Regions from separate parts of the Mus musculus genome. Here region 1 is linked to region 2. The links are chromatin contacts, called in public Hi-C maps. All regions are on one chromosome and are shown on one strand. The core of a region is the stretch at or near the end of the contact, and the rest is flanking DNA. Distances in the headings are between cores, read along the strand shown. Region 1 overlaps Brinp1 (bone morphogenic protein/retinoic acid inducible neural specific 1). Region 2 has its middle 19 kb from the start of Gm25480.

Region 1 (6,776 bases), core at 674-3,173, 2.2 Mb after region 2:
GTTCTTGAACAGGGTTGACAGTGGGCAATTTCCTTAGCTTCCCCACTCACCCCTCCTACCAATCCTTACAGGATTGTTGTAAGGATTATACAATTTTTTGTGTGAATTATACATATAAATTTGGTAGGCACTAAGGGTTTAGTAAAATTCAGCTCTTGTTCTTCTTGCAAAAGAGTGGTAGCATGAGTACAGGATCTCCAAGGCAAACTGATGGACCATATGGCCCTCAAGAAGAGAAGTCTCCTGACACATCAGCTTTTCTTTGGGCATTATCTATCAGCCCAAATTTTTAAAACAGTCTTAAATAAAATGTACTAGGACCCCAAGCAAGATTTGTGATGACGCAGATGATTGATGATGATGATGATGGAGCTCATAGTTCATGATCTTTCAGCACTATGAGAATGAGAAAGGGATCTCATTTCCACCACACATCCTGTGGTGGGATGTGCTAGTCAACTGTCTGTTGCAGCAATTCTCTTGACATACAATCACAAAATCATAAACCCCTAAAGTCAGTGGGGAGATAAGACAGTCTAAGGTGATGAGCACGGATATTGTTGGTTCAAGCAGAACTAAGTCAGGGAGAGAAAAAAAAAACAACAAAAATCAAATCTATCCTGGAACAGGGAATGAGTCATTACATCTCTTAAATCCTTGGTATTCTTTGCTAAAATGGGGATAATAAGGTCTGTCTCAAGAGGCTGGTACAGGGATGCTGAGAAGATATATTTAAACTGCGGAGAGAAGTCTAGGATACAGCAATTATAAAAAAGAGAAAAAAATGTAAGAGTACACAGTGCTCATATCTCAGAGAATAAGCTCTTCCTTTGAAGGTTCTGAGTACTCTCTTGAATGCTCTGAAGTCTAAAAGAAGCCATTTTGTTGTAGTCATTTGAAAATGGATACTGTTGAAATGGCTGCCTAGCTGACTTGGGATTTAAATGAGTTACTTATCAGCTGAGAAAAATGGTGGAATAATTAGCTTCTTGAAACTGTCTACCTGTTTAATCCACAAAACCACCCCCTCCATCTGGTAAAATAAAAAGAAAAGGAAAAAAAAAAAGACCTCTCGGAAAACATCCCAAGGCATTGTGCTGTTTGTCTCATCCCTAGTTTCTCCTCCAGCCTCTCAGGTTTAGGAGGCAGGGCGGGGCATTTCTTCCCTCAGAACGTAGCACACAACCTAGCTAGCTTTATAAATGTTTGCCGAATGAATGAACAAAGAATATTAATATTTTCCTTCTTACATTTTATTAACAAAAAGGGGGGAAAAAGAAAAAGGAAAACAAACTTCTCCCTTCCCCTCAGGACAGCAGTATTAGTTTTCCATACCATCCACCCACACAGCCGCAGGCCTCCCTGGTCTCTGCTTCGTGAGACCAATCCTATTACAGCCTGGAGAACAGCAGGCCCAGCTTTCAGGAAACGGAGCAAGAATCATAATGAGCTGTGTGGCTCCCACCTCCCAAATCAGAACATTGACTGAATATTGGGGTATGAGTCATCTGATATTTTTTGTGAGCTGCAGGGGCCCTCCACGCGGCTGCGATTGCGTGGTTACATCTGACAAGAGCTCTATTTCAAAAATGCCTCTTTCAAATGGCCCACACTTGCCCCTGTCACTCCCTCTCCAAGTGACAGCACAGTACCCCATTTAGAGTGCTTCTGTTCCCATCTGCAAGGCATTCTATAACCCCGTAGAGCGCCCCCTTTCTCGTGTCTCATCTTTGGGACCCTTTGTCAGGACCACAGCCCCCACTCCTCCTGTCAATGCTTCATTGTGGCGGCACTCTCAGAATCCTCAGTGGGGGAAATAAAAAGATGAAAGTTCCTGGTGATGCTGGTACAAGCAAGAGGGCTGCTGAGGAATTAGGATTCCAGCCTTGTCAGGCAGGAGGGACTGGGGACAGAGGCCCTCTGAGACACATTAGCAGGCTGCATGGCACCTGCATCTCCTGAGCTCAGAATAATTGTGAGGTTGTGGGCTGTATCAAAGGGGGCATTAATGGTAGAGCATAAGGAGTCAGAGGGAAGTGGTGTGAAGGAGGGGTGTAAGGAGTGCGAGGCCCAGGAAAGAGGAAACAGAGAGGGAAGGTGGGGTGACAGAGAGGAGAAGGGGACTTCATGTTGGAGATGGTGGACAGAAGGGCACATGGAAGCTACAGGCATAATGTGTTATGCCTCAGCCAATGGGTGGAATAGAAACAGGTTTAGGAGAGGTTAAATTACTATCAGTTACAAGATTCAGAGAATGTGGACAAGGAAGAGACCTTAGGCTTGGGCATGGATTAGTAATCTATTCTTTTCCTTTTCTATAAAGGAAAAGAGCATGAGATAGAGAGAGGGAGAAAGGGAGAGAGAGACAGAGAGAGATAGAGAGAGAGACAGAGAGAGACAGAGACAGAGAGAGCAGCATTATTAATGATTTTTAACTCCCACTTTCATTGAGCATCCTGTTGCTTTTCAGTCCTTCATTTGAGAAGACCAAAATGTGAAAGATAAGCTCAGCCCATTTGAAGCGTATTTACTAATTTTTGTTTTTTTTTTTTAATACTGGCAACTTCCAACATCAGCTTTATTTAATCCAAATAATCCCCCATACCTTCTCCATCTCCACCCAGTGATTTGAATGATAAAAAAGGTCACTGAAGGTGGAATCCTAAACCAATGGAGGGATTTCTATGCTTTACCATAGAAATATCATCTAGGTGGTGATAGGAGGTATTCAGGTGCACCGTTCCCCTGAGTGTCATCTGTGGTGTGACAGAAGAGGACTTGAGAGATGAAATGGCATACCATTCAAATACTAACCTTGTGCATCAGCTGTGGGTACACTTTGTGCTATAAACCATAGTCTGCTATTAAAACAATAAGGAGAACAAACAGGTAGACGTTGCCATAAGAAGACAAACAAATGGAACACATGGGGAAATACAGAGTTTGATCATGTAAGAATCTATTACCACATCCCTTGCTTCCTCTGAACCTTTCAAGGTCTCTCTCTTCCATTTAGAGATAATTGGGCCTCTCTGATGAATGCACAGGGAGAGGATGGGCACCAGCGGTAGGAGGGACTGTGATCTATAAATACCATTCCTCAGGCTAGCTAGTGACAGCTGTCTCAACTTTGGCGACAGGGAAATAGCTTAATAGGCCAGTTCTGCACGGGAGGGTCTCACAGTGTTCACACAGACCCACTGTTATGCAGTGAGTGTGAGGCCGTAAGAACCATGCTTTAAAACGCTTTTCTGTGTTTCTGGGGGTGAAGCTACAGCATCTTCCATTTGCAGCCAAATCAGCAGCTTTCTGTTGAATGAGATGCTCAATTCATTCTGATGGGGGTTGGAATGAAGGGAGGGAAGGTGAGAACTGGAGGGAGAGGAGGTAAGAGATAGGGAGCGAGAGAGAGAAATGAGTAAAGAGGGCAGTAAGCTGCATGTTCTCTTCTAAAGTGGAAAAAAAATCTGGTACTTGATCTATTAGCACTCACAGTGGCTTCAGATAAACTAGGTTGGACCACAAAAGCAGAGAAATTTTAATAAAAGCCATTCAAATTAAAAGCCCATCTCTCTCATGTTTAGAACTGAATGCCACGGCCCCTGAGTTGGCGAGATGGACAGCAAACAGTCTGTGTACCTCCTAGATCAAGGCAGCTATCTCTTCATCCTCACATCACTGACATGCCGTACGATTTGGGTCTGATTTCCATGTCAGGGATAAGGGTTTTGAAGCCAGAGAAGGACTGTCACTCATTCATGGTCACACAGCATAGACATGGCCAGAGTTCAAGATTTCTAAATATAATCTCGGTATACTCTCAATGATCACAGTATATATCGCTTGCCCTCTAAACCCCAGAGCGGATATAAACCACTCTCAGAACCCTGGAGACATCTCAGCTGCTTCCCTGCGGGTCCTGTCTTTGCCACAGCCAGGATGTTCTGGCAACCTGACAGGTCTCCCAGAGACAGAGCATGAGTCCCTTGTCATTTGGAGGACAGAGGCTTTGCCTCCCAGGGTTTCCCATCCGTTGTTTAAAGGCTCACATCTCCCATTCTGAACCATCAGGCTGGGGAGCCCTGGCTGGGATTCCTAATTCAAGCAACCTCCCTGCTGATTTTAATTGGAGGTTTTGCCTAAGCTGGGAATGCGGTGCCTGGCCTGTGGCATTTTAGGGAAGATCATACAAATCTAGTGCCAAGAGAATGTTACAGAGGACAGGGGAAGAAATCTAGGCTAAAATACAAAACTATAATCCGTAAGGTCTATTTGTTCAATAAAAGTGTGTTTCTTTAAGAACAGAAGAAATGAACAAAGAATAAAGTGGAATTTCAAATTACTCTTTTATTTATGCCCATGTGTGTCTTTTTAGATGTTTCTTTGACATTGTAATTGGTGTCTAGGTACATTTTCATTGCTCCAGAGAAGTGTATATTGTGCAGAAGATAGGCTAAAACTGGGAGACAAGAACTTACTCCTAGTGTCTGGTATGCACTTTTCTTTATGGATTTCGAATGTGTGTATGCTTGTATGTATGACTGTTTGTGCACATGAATGTGCATGCATATATATGCTAGGGTGGGTGTGAAGTTTTGTGTGTTTGTGTGTCTCTCTGTGTGTGTCTCTGTGTGTGTGTGTGTGTGTGTGTGTGTGTGTGTGTGTGTGTGTGTCCAGCTATACTTCTGCAAGACCAGAAAGAATGGTGCTCTTCAAACCTACACATGTCTGTAAGGTCAGATGCCTGGAGTACTGTTCATGGCTTTGCCATCTCAATTATAAATAACCATCAGGTCCACTCTGCTTATCAGTTTCCCTGGACAAATATTTACCTTTTAATCATTGCCCTATTTAAGCTCCTTCTATAGCCTTAACAGCCTGTTTGTCCTCAGTTCTTCACATGAGGCCAGAGCCTCATTGAATAGAGCATATCAGTGGCAAAGTAATGACCAAAAGGAGAGTTTTACAGTCTCATTCCATGCTGAGGACATTTTCTAGTTGGAAGCTTAGAGTGAAGTCTGTAAATATGCTTGCAGAGGGCAGGGGTGAGGGTGAAAAGAGAAAGAGGGCAAGGTACCTGCAAAGGAAGAATCCAACCTGGCCTTTCAAATTAGGTTGTCAGCAGCTTAATTGGGGAGGATTATGAAACAATTTTTGCAATTACACTGTTCTGTGTCTGGAAGGAGGTGACAGGCAACATCAGCTGCATATTCAAATTCTGAGTTTTGCTTTGGGGCATAGAAGTACTGAAGACAGATGATAGAAGGAGCAAGAGCTGCTCAGAGATGAAAGAAGGACTAAAAGCAGCAGGTGCTCCCATGTGGATGCTGTCAGAGTTGGTTATTTGTCCTGAGCAGCACATATGCAGCACAATAAAAGCCGATGGAAGAAAAAAGTGCAAACCAGAGCCCAGTGGCCTGCTGTAACCTTGAAATGAGACAGTGATCATGTAGGTCGATGCTCTGGGTGATCAGAGGGTTGAAATAAGTTAAGGAAGAACTGTACTTTGCACTAAGTCTATTTGACCTTGGATATTTGTCCTTGAATGAGTCACTTGAGCTCTCTGACAATCATTCTTCCTTCTTCCTCTTATTCTTCCTTCATTTGTGTACATTCTTGCACCCAGTGTTTTAGTCTCTCTCTCTCTCTCTTTCTCTCTCTCTCTCTCTGTCTCTGTCTCTCTCTCTCTCTCTCTGTGTGTATGTTTATACCTACATAAGGTACCATGCACATGGAAGCCATAGACTAACCAATATTTTCTCAAAAGCCCACACCTTGTTTTCTGTGACAGGTTCTTCCACTGGGATCCAAAGCTCACTGATGAGTCTAGGCTTGCCAGCCATTTGGTTGTCAGGATCTACCATTTCTCTGTTTTCTTGGGAGTGGGATTACAAGCATGAATTAATAATGCAGGCTTTGTGTTTATGTGGGTGCTAGTGATGCATTTTACCAATTGAGCCACCCTTCCAACCCATGAATCTCAGTTGTCTTCTCTGCCAAATGAGCATAATAATTAATTACCTTGCACTTTGTCTTAAGAACTGAGTTAAAAATGAAAAGATTCTGAGAATTTTCAGTGCAAGGAAGTTAGAATGATTAGCCATTATCATTATTGAGGGTAAATGTCCCAGGTTTAAAAAAATTTTTTTCTATGTTACTAAAGCAGCACAAATGATTGTAGTCTAATACTCTAGTTTAACTGTTTGCTCATTTTCCACAGTTCTAATGAACCTTGCCACTAGAATGCTTGCATAAGAAAGATCTAGACTAGATGTGGGTATTGTACTCAAAGGGGAAAAATAATGGTATTGAATCCTAATGAGTACATTATTTAACCTTGAACTAATCGCTTGTCCTTTTAAAGAGTCTGTTGTCTCCAGTACAGAATAGAATAATAGTGCACTCTTTGCAAGGTCACTCTGAGCATCAGATAAGAGAATGTATAGAAGATTCAGACTTACAGTAGGTGCACAAGATCTCTTATGAAAACAGTGATTGTGTTCCCCTTGAGTTCACATGTTAAATGGTTCCTTTGAAATCAGTAATTACAGATTGAAAACTACAAGGGAGAAAAAATTTAACAAGTACTGGTAGGTCAGTTAACTGCTGATATTAAACAATGAAATTTTGAGAGGAACTGCTTCTACTCCTCCAAGTTAAATCAAATGATGGAAGATGTGTGAAAAGTGAACAGCAACAAGGACTAAACAATTCAACAAAAATGAAGGCAAGAAGATATCTCTTTAGAGCAGTTACTACACACACACACAAAAAAA
Region 2 (6,665 bases), core at 503-3,002:
ACTGGGGTTGATGGTGACGGGCAATGGGCAAGTTCTGAGATAATAATAGTCACTAGCATCTGAGAGCTTAATAAGCCAGGCCATGCTCTAAATCCCTCACTCACATTAGCTCGTTTAATCCTTGCACCAACCTTCTTTGGCGAGTGCTATTATTGGTTCCATTTCTGGATAAGGAAACAATACAATGAGATCATCACTCATTCAAGGTCATGCAAATACAAGGTCAAAGACCAGTGTGCATCTTTGCGGCTGTACTATATTGAGATGCCTTAATCTGGAAGAAAATGACTTTCTTTAATATCAGCATTTATATTTCAACACCAGGCCAATGCAAATTTATGTAAATAGACATGCAGATCAGCTGCTACCCTGGCATTGGTGCCAGCTTCCCCTCAGGGATGTCAATGTAACAAAATTTAGCCATTGTCAATGATCTGAGCTACCACATGAGCAGACATTTCCTTAATTCCCTACATTTCTCAGACATGGAGGCAATACATATATTCACAGAGCTTGTGCTTTTATATGTTTTAATTTTATCTTTTTTTTTCCTTAGGTTTTCAACTGTGGGTAGTTGATACTCATTTACAAGGAGACCAGTTCTTCACTTCTATCTCATACTGCCTTTTCACACTCTTTGCTTGTGAGCCTTGCTGCAGTCCTGCAGGGGGGCCAAGCAAATGTTAGCATGGCTCTTGTGCTGAGGAGAAGTTTGCTCAGGCTCCCTCTACAGTTGCTCTGGTGCCTGTTGTAGCATTTTTAGACTTTTCCTGATGGTGTCATATCCTTTCTTTGCTGAGTGCAGGGAGGGAAGCTAGCAACCCCGTGGACTAATGGAAAGGAATGGCTTTTACTTTTTTCCTGTATTTTTATTTTATATGTATGGATGGGTTGCCTGAATATGCATGTCCATGTACCACATCTGTGCCTGGTGCTTCCCGAGGTCAGAAGAGGGTTTAGATCTCCAGTGAGAAGAGTGACAGACAGTTATGAGTCACCATGTGGGTGCTTGGTATGGAACCTGTGTCCTCTGGAAACACAGCCAGTTGTCACCACTGAGCTGTCTATCCATCTTCATACTGCTCTTTTGAAAAAAAAAAAAAAAGAGCTCGGGATATCCCTTAGTTGGTAGTGTGAGTGTCTATTATGCATAGAACATGGGTGGGTACTCCAGCCCAGCACAAAGCAGGTGTGTTGCCTGTTATCCCAGGGCACAGAAGGTAGGGGTGGGAGATTCAGACATTCCAAGGTCATCTTTGGCTTCAAAGAGAATTCTAGGCTAGCCTGAGCTACCTAGGGAGAGTGGGTAGTAGGACAAACACATAACCATGGGAAGACTAGCACTGTAATAAAGAAAAGGGGGTCATTTAAGAGCAAATAAGGTATCGCTAATAATTACACTAATGTAGCTAGTATAAACTTAGAAATCTTGAGAAAAGGTGAAGGCATGATCACCCCGGCTAAAAAGCAAAACCTCGATTTCTATGCACCATAGTGACTCTCTCTTTGTTCTGAGTTTTAGAAAGGTAAAGCATGCCCAGGGTCACATAATAAATACATGGCAGAGCTGTCTGTCCGATTCCAAAAGCTTGGGCTGTGGCAGATATCACAGATGGGGACTCTTGACATTCTAGCCACGAAAGAACTGACCGCATACTTCCTTTCTGCTCCCGGTTATGCTGCCAGCCATTGTCCTTGGATATGGGAACTCAGGTGAAGTGTGATGACTGTGCTGTCCCAGAAGAGGGCAGTGTTGCCATGTCAGCCAAGTCAGAGGCTACAGGAAACAGGAAGGAGGCCTGGATTGAGCAGGACTAGTGGCCTGGCTCAGCATCCCTAGAAAAGCCAGCCCCACCAGGCTGCCTCAAAACCAGCTGCTTCCCTGGCTTGCATCCCCTGAATCCTCACGGTAGATAAAGCTGCTGTCCCCATCACCTGTCTACTGGCTCCCATGATCCAACACCTGAACAAATTAGAGAACTCTGTGCCACCTGGGGTACAAAGAGGCCCAGAGAGAGTTTCCAGATAGAAAATAGGAACCGTTGCCATTTTTTATTTGCTCAGAATTATTCTAGAGCTGGGAGTGCTGTTGACATACTTGTTACCACTTAATCTTTAATAAGGAATCATTTTCATGGGGGAGCTGAGTTCTGGATCCATGCCAGTTTAGATAATTATATTCCCCCAGAAGACTGAAGCTGCTAAGGCAGAATTCTTTCCAAGAAGAGTGAGAAGTCTCAAAGACTGAGATTAAGTGTAAAATAGAGATTGGGGGTGGGTATCAAAAATGGTCTGTGGGAAAGAGACACCATGGCTTGATGAGGGCAAACCTCAAAGTGGCGCCACATAGCAGATTGTTTTTTTCTTCTTGTTTCCTTTGGGCTCATGGAGAGTGAGAGTCATTTGTAGTTTTTTGTCTGTAAGAAGGAATTCAAATTTTGCTCTTTTTAAAAAGGCACCTGATTTACAGGGGGTGTGAAACAAAGCAGAAAATGCTAAAAGGAGGGGGAATAACAGTTCACATGAGAAGAAAAATGAATACAGAAAAAAAAATCCTTTTAACAGTTTCTCTCATCTAAAGTGGTTAGGACAGCGTTTTTTACATTAACTTCAGCATTCTCTCAGAAGGGGATAAAAATGCCCTGTGATCCTCAGCTAAGAATTGCTGGTGATTTTATATCCTCTTGCTGGCATAGATCGTAATCAACCGGAAAAACCTCAAAATGACAAACAAACAAAAGACAGCTTTGTTCTCTGAGGTTCATTAGCTCCGGACAAGGCTGAGAAGCATCAGAAAATGAGGTGCTAGAAGCAGGCAATGTACAGAGGTCACGTTGGGGTAATTCAACTCTCCCCACTGTACCATCCTGTCCCTCTCTTTGGTTGCCAGAGGCCTGGTTGCTCCAAAGAATTGAGAGAAACTGAGGCTGAGGGGTACAGCTCAAGGGTGGTTAGAAAGAAGAGGCTCCTGGGCTAGTTCACGCTGAGCCCAAAGTTACTCACCTCTGCTTTCAAGGACATTACAGAGTAGCAAGCTTCATTTCTTCTTCCAGCCCAATCCCTCTTTGTTGCATCCTCATTAAGTCCAAATGGCATCTTATTCATGGACACATACGATTAGAAACCTCAAGGAAGCGGGTTCCTCTTTTCTCTTTCTCACCATTATTGAATTCAATCTCTCCTTCCCACCACTCCCCTGCCTTCTTCCTTCTCCCTTCTTCTTCCTCTGCCCCACCCCCACTCTTCACATTATTTCACCCTTATTTTCTTACCTATGACTACTTAAATAGAATCCCGTCAGCACACTATTATTGTTATATTATATTACATGTATGTGAGTGTTTTGCTTGTATCTACACATGTTCACCACATACATACCTGGTGCCTGTGGAGATCAGAAGATGTCATTCAACCCTTGGCACTAAATTTACAAAAGGTTGGATACTATCATGTAGGTGATGGAACCTGAAATTGGTCTTCTGCACAGCTGCAATTGCTCTTAACTGCTGAGGCACTTCCTCAAGGGATGCCTTCAGCTCATTTTTGATAGCACAGTTTCTCTCCAAAGCCTTTCAGAAGCTTGTTTGTCTACACAACCAGCTTGAATTATCGTAATTTGGTGTCCTAGGTCTTTTGTGAAACGGCTTCCATCTGCCTTCCAAACTGTTTTTAGCCTAAAGTGCCTGACTATTTTCCGTTTTCCAATCATGTAATAATTCAGTTATTCCTCAACATATTCTCCTCTATGTCTTTATTCATTGTCTTAGTTAGGGTTTTTATTAGTGTGATAAAATGCCCCCAGCAAAATCAACTTGGAGAAAACTTAAGTGTTTATTTCATCTATGTCTCCAGGTAACAGTGCCTCACTGATGGAAGTCAGGAAAAGAACTCAGGAAGGGCAGAAATTTAGAGACAAGAATTGATATAGAGGCCATGAAGGGTCCTGTTTATTGGTTTGCTCTCAAGGCTTGCTCACTTTGCTTTCCTGTAGTACCCAGAATCGCTGGTCCAAGTGTGGCACATCCCATAGCAAGTTGGGCCCTCACACATCAATCATCAGACAAGAAAATGGTGCACAGGCTTGCCCAAAGGCCAGGTGGCAGCACTTTCTCAGCTGAGGTTCCCTATTCCCAATTGACTCTAACCTGTGTCATTTTGACATAAAATTAGCCAACACACTCCTGGTTCCCAACATCTATCTTTATCCTAGTTAAGGACCATGTTCTCTTGAGTGATGGCTTCACATACCTGCTTCAAATGGACATAAATCTTCTTTGCCTGTGAATTTCTCCCCAACTTTACATGCAGCACATGTTTTGTATTGGTATAATATTTAGAATTTTGAAAGTCATGTTTTATCTTTCCTTCCTTCCTGTGTGCAGTCTGCTAGGTCAGGGAATAATCTTCATTCTACACACAGATTAATCCAATGCTTTTTTGTATGGTAAGTTTGAAAAGGCAATTTTCTGCACAGATTAATGAGTACTTTTAAGAATCTATGATTGAAAGAGTGAATCAAAGTTTCATGGATGCATGAATAAATAACTTTGTGCATGGATGAATAAATGAATTCTTGTACTTATGCATTCAAATAGATCTTGGGAGGCCCCTATGCAAATTAACCCAGGAATAGATAAATGCTTGTATGCATAAATGAATAAAAACATACATACATGAATCTGTGAATGAATGACCAAATACTTGGATTTCTGATTCTTAAGACTGTTTCTCAGTGAGCAGTTGACTAAGATATTGCTGTCTATTGCTAGTATGCTATACTACCACCAAAATTTCTTTAATATTTAATGGTTTTACTAGCTAGGACCCTTGAATATGGGGCTGGAGAGATAGTTCAGTGATTAAGAGCACTGGGTACTCTTCCTGAGGACCTGGATATAATTCCCAGTACATATATAGCAACTCACAACTCTCTGTAACTCCATTTTCATGGGGACTCAATGCTATTTTTTTGTCCTTTGTGGTTACAGTATGCTTGTGATAAAGACATATATGCAGCCAAGATACTTTCAAATATAAGATAAAATTTAAAAAGAAAAATGGTTACCCTTGAATACACTCTTCTATATTGGCCCTTCAGGTGAGGCTACTTTATTTTTGCACTAAAATATTGAAGCCATGGCCCAAGGAAGACCACTTACCTGCCAGAAAGAAAAAGAAGAAGTGGGGCTTTCTCTGTCAGTCTTTTTACTATATAAGGAGGAGGAGGAGGAAGAAGAAGAAGGAGAAGGAGAAGAGGAAGAGGAAGAGGAAGAGGAAGAGGAGGAGGAAGAAGAAGAAGAAGAAGAAGAAGAAGAAGAAGAAGAAGAAGAAGAAGAAGAAGAAGAAGAAGAAGAAGAAGAAGAAGAAGGATGGAGAGGAGGAAGAGGAGGAGGAAATGGAGGAGGAGGAGAAAGAGGAGAAAGAGGAGGAGGCTATCTCAGGCTGGAAAGACTCAATGTGCTCATTCTAGGACTGCATATGTCAGGTATGATTTTTATTTCAGATAATGTCTAAGCTTGATACCAATTCAGTAGCAAGTTCGAGCAGATCTCCTTATTGTTCAAGGCAGAAATTGTCTTTCCTGCCTAGTCCATCCTATGCTAGTGAGAGGAGGATACACTACAGATTTTCTCTCCCATTTCTCCCTACTTTATGGTCCTTAATGGAAACCATGCCTGTGAGAGCCATATTTGGTCCAGTCACTGAATTATTCTGGTGTTAATGATAATTCTTTATTATCAGGATCAAGCTATGGGGAGTCTTCTGGCACACCTCTAGTGTGTATTTGTCTAATCTCCTTAGGTTGTTTGAAGGGTTTTAGCCCACTCACGAATAGATAGCAGGAACAGAATTGCAGTGTATCACAAAATGAATATACCAGAAAGCTTCACTTACATCCAATCAAATACAATTATACTTTAGCCTTTAGGAGGATGATGATGGTGAGACAGTCATAATAATAGCAAAATGATGGTGCTGGTGCCAGAAGGAGAGTAATCCCAATGAAGATGGTTAAATGTAGCCTGATCCCACATTTTGCTCAATTACAACCTATGGGATTGTGTACATAAGAAAAATATTTATGTAGGAGACAAAACTGGTCTAGACTGATAGTCAAAACTGACAGTTGAGCAATGTACTGTTAAAGTAAAGCTAACTTAGGGCATGAGGCTTAGACATGTAAGACAATATACTAATGTTCTCTGATAAAATAGAGGCATCTTACTGTGAGATAGTCAGCTATAGACAGAAACAAAATGAAGTATATTTACAGGTACAGACTTAGCCTGCCTCTAAGAAGACAAAATGTACCAAGATAGAAACACTATTAAGTATAATCCTGTAGACCTGCCCAATTCAACATCCTGTTTGTCTGAGTCATCTGAGTGGCTATCAAAGGAGCTGGCAGAGATAGAAATATAAGAGTCACGTTAAACTTTTTCTGTATTTACCACATTGTTACTCTGTGTAAGCACATATTATATACTAGTCTGTTTAATCTTCACATAATCCTAATAGCTGCACCATTTTTCCAGTATAGAAAGTAGGGTCATTATAATTTTATTAGTTGGCCTTGTAAGGCTAGGCCTTTTGCTACTCATAATGTGATTCATAGACCAATGCTGCAACATTACATGGAATTCTGCAAGTTTTGTGTGTGTGTG

What was found. Hi-C and Micro-C count contacts between places; a contact is called where the count stands out from the background.
Region 1: a contact with region 2 is called in a Hi-C map of cerebellum, with 2.7 times the contacts expected there. The contact joins two enhancer-like sites.

Annotation. Positions count from the first base shown.
Region 1 is chr4:68,764,443-68,771,218 of GRCm38.p6, forward strand. The region is part of intron 7 of Brinp1 (bone morphogenic protein/retinoic acid inducible neural specific 1); the gene reads right to left. Among named protein-coding and RNA genes, the nearest start is that of Brinp1, 190 kb to the right of the region's middle. Within about 2 kb of position 1,924, at least 38 of the 459 cell types and tissues checked have an H3K27ac peak or open chromatin away from gene starts, as enhancers often do. A contact at or near this core is called in cerebellum, where this site is marked.
Region 2 is chr4:66,521,904-66,528,568 of GRCm38.p6, forward strand. No RefSeq gene overlaps it. Among named protein-coding and RNA genes, the nearest start is that of Gm25480, 19 kb to the right of the region's middle. Within about 2 kb of position 1,753, at least 18 of the 459 cell types and tissues checked have an H3K27ac peak or open chromatin away from gene starts, as enhancers often do. A contact at or near this core is called in cerebellum, where this site is marked.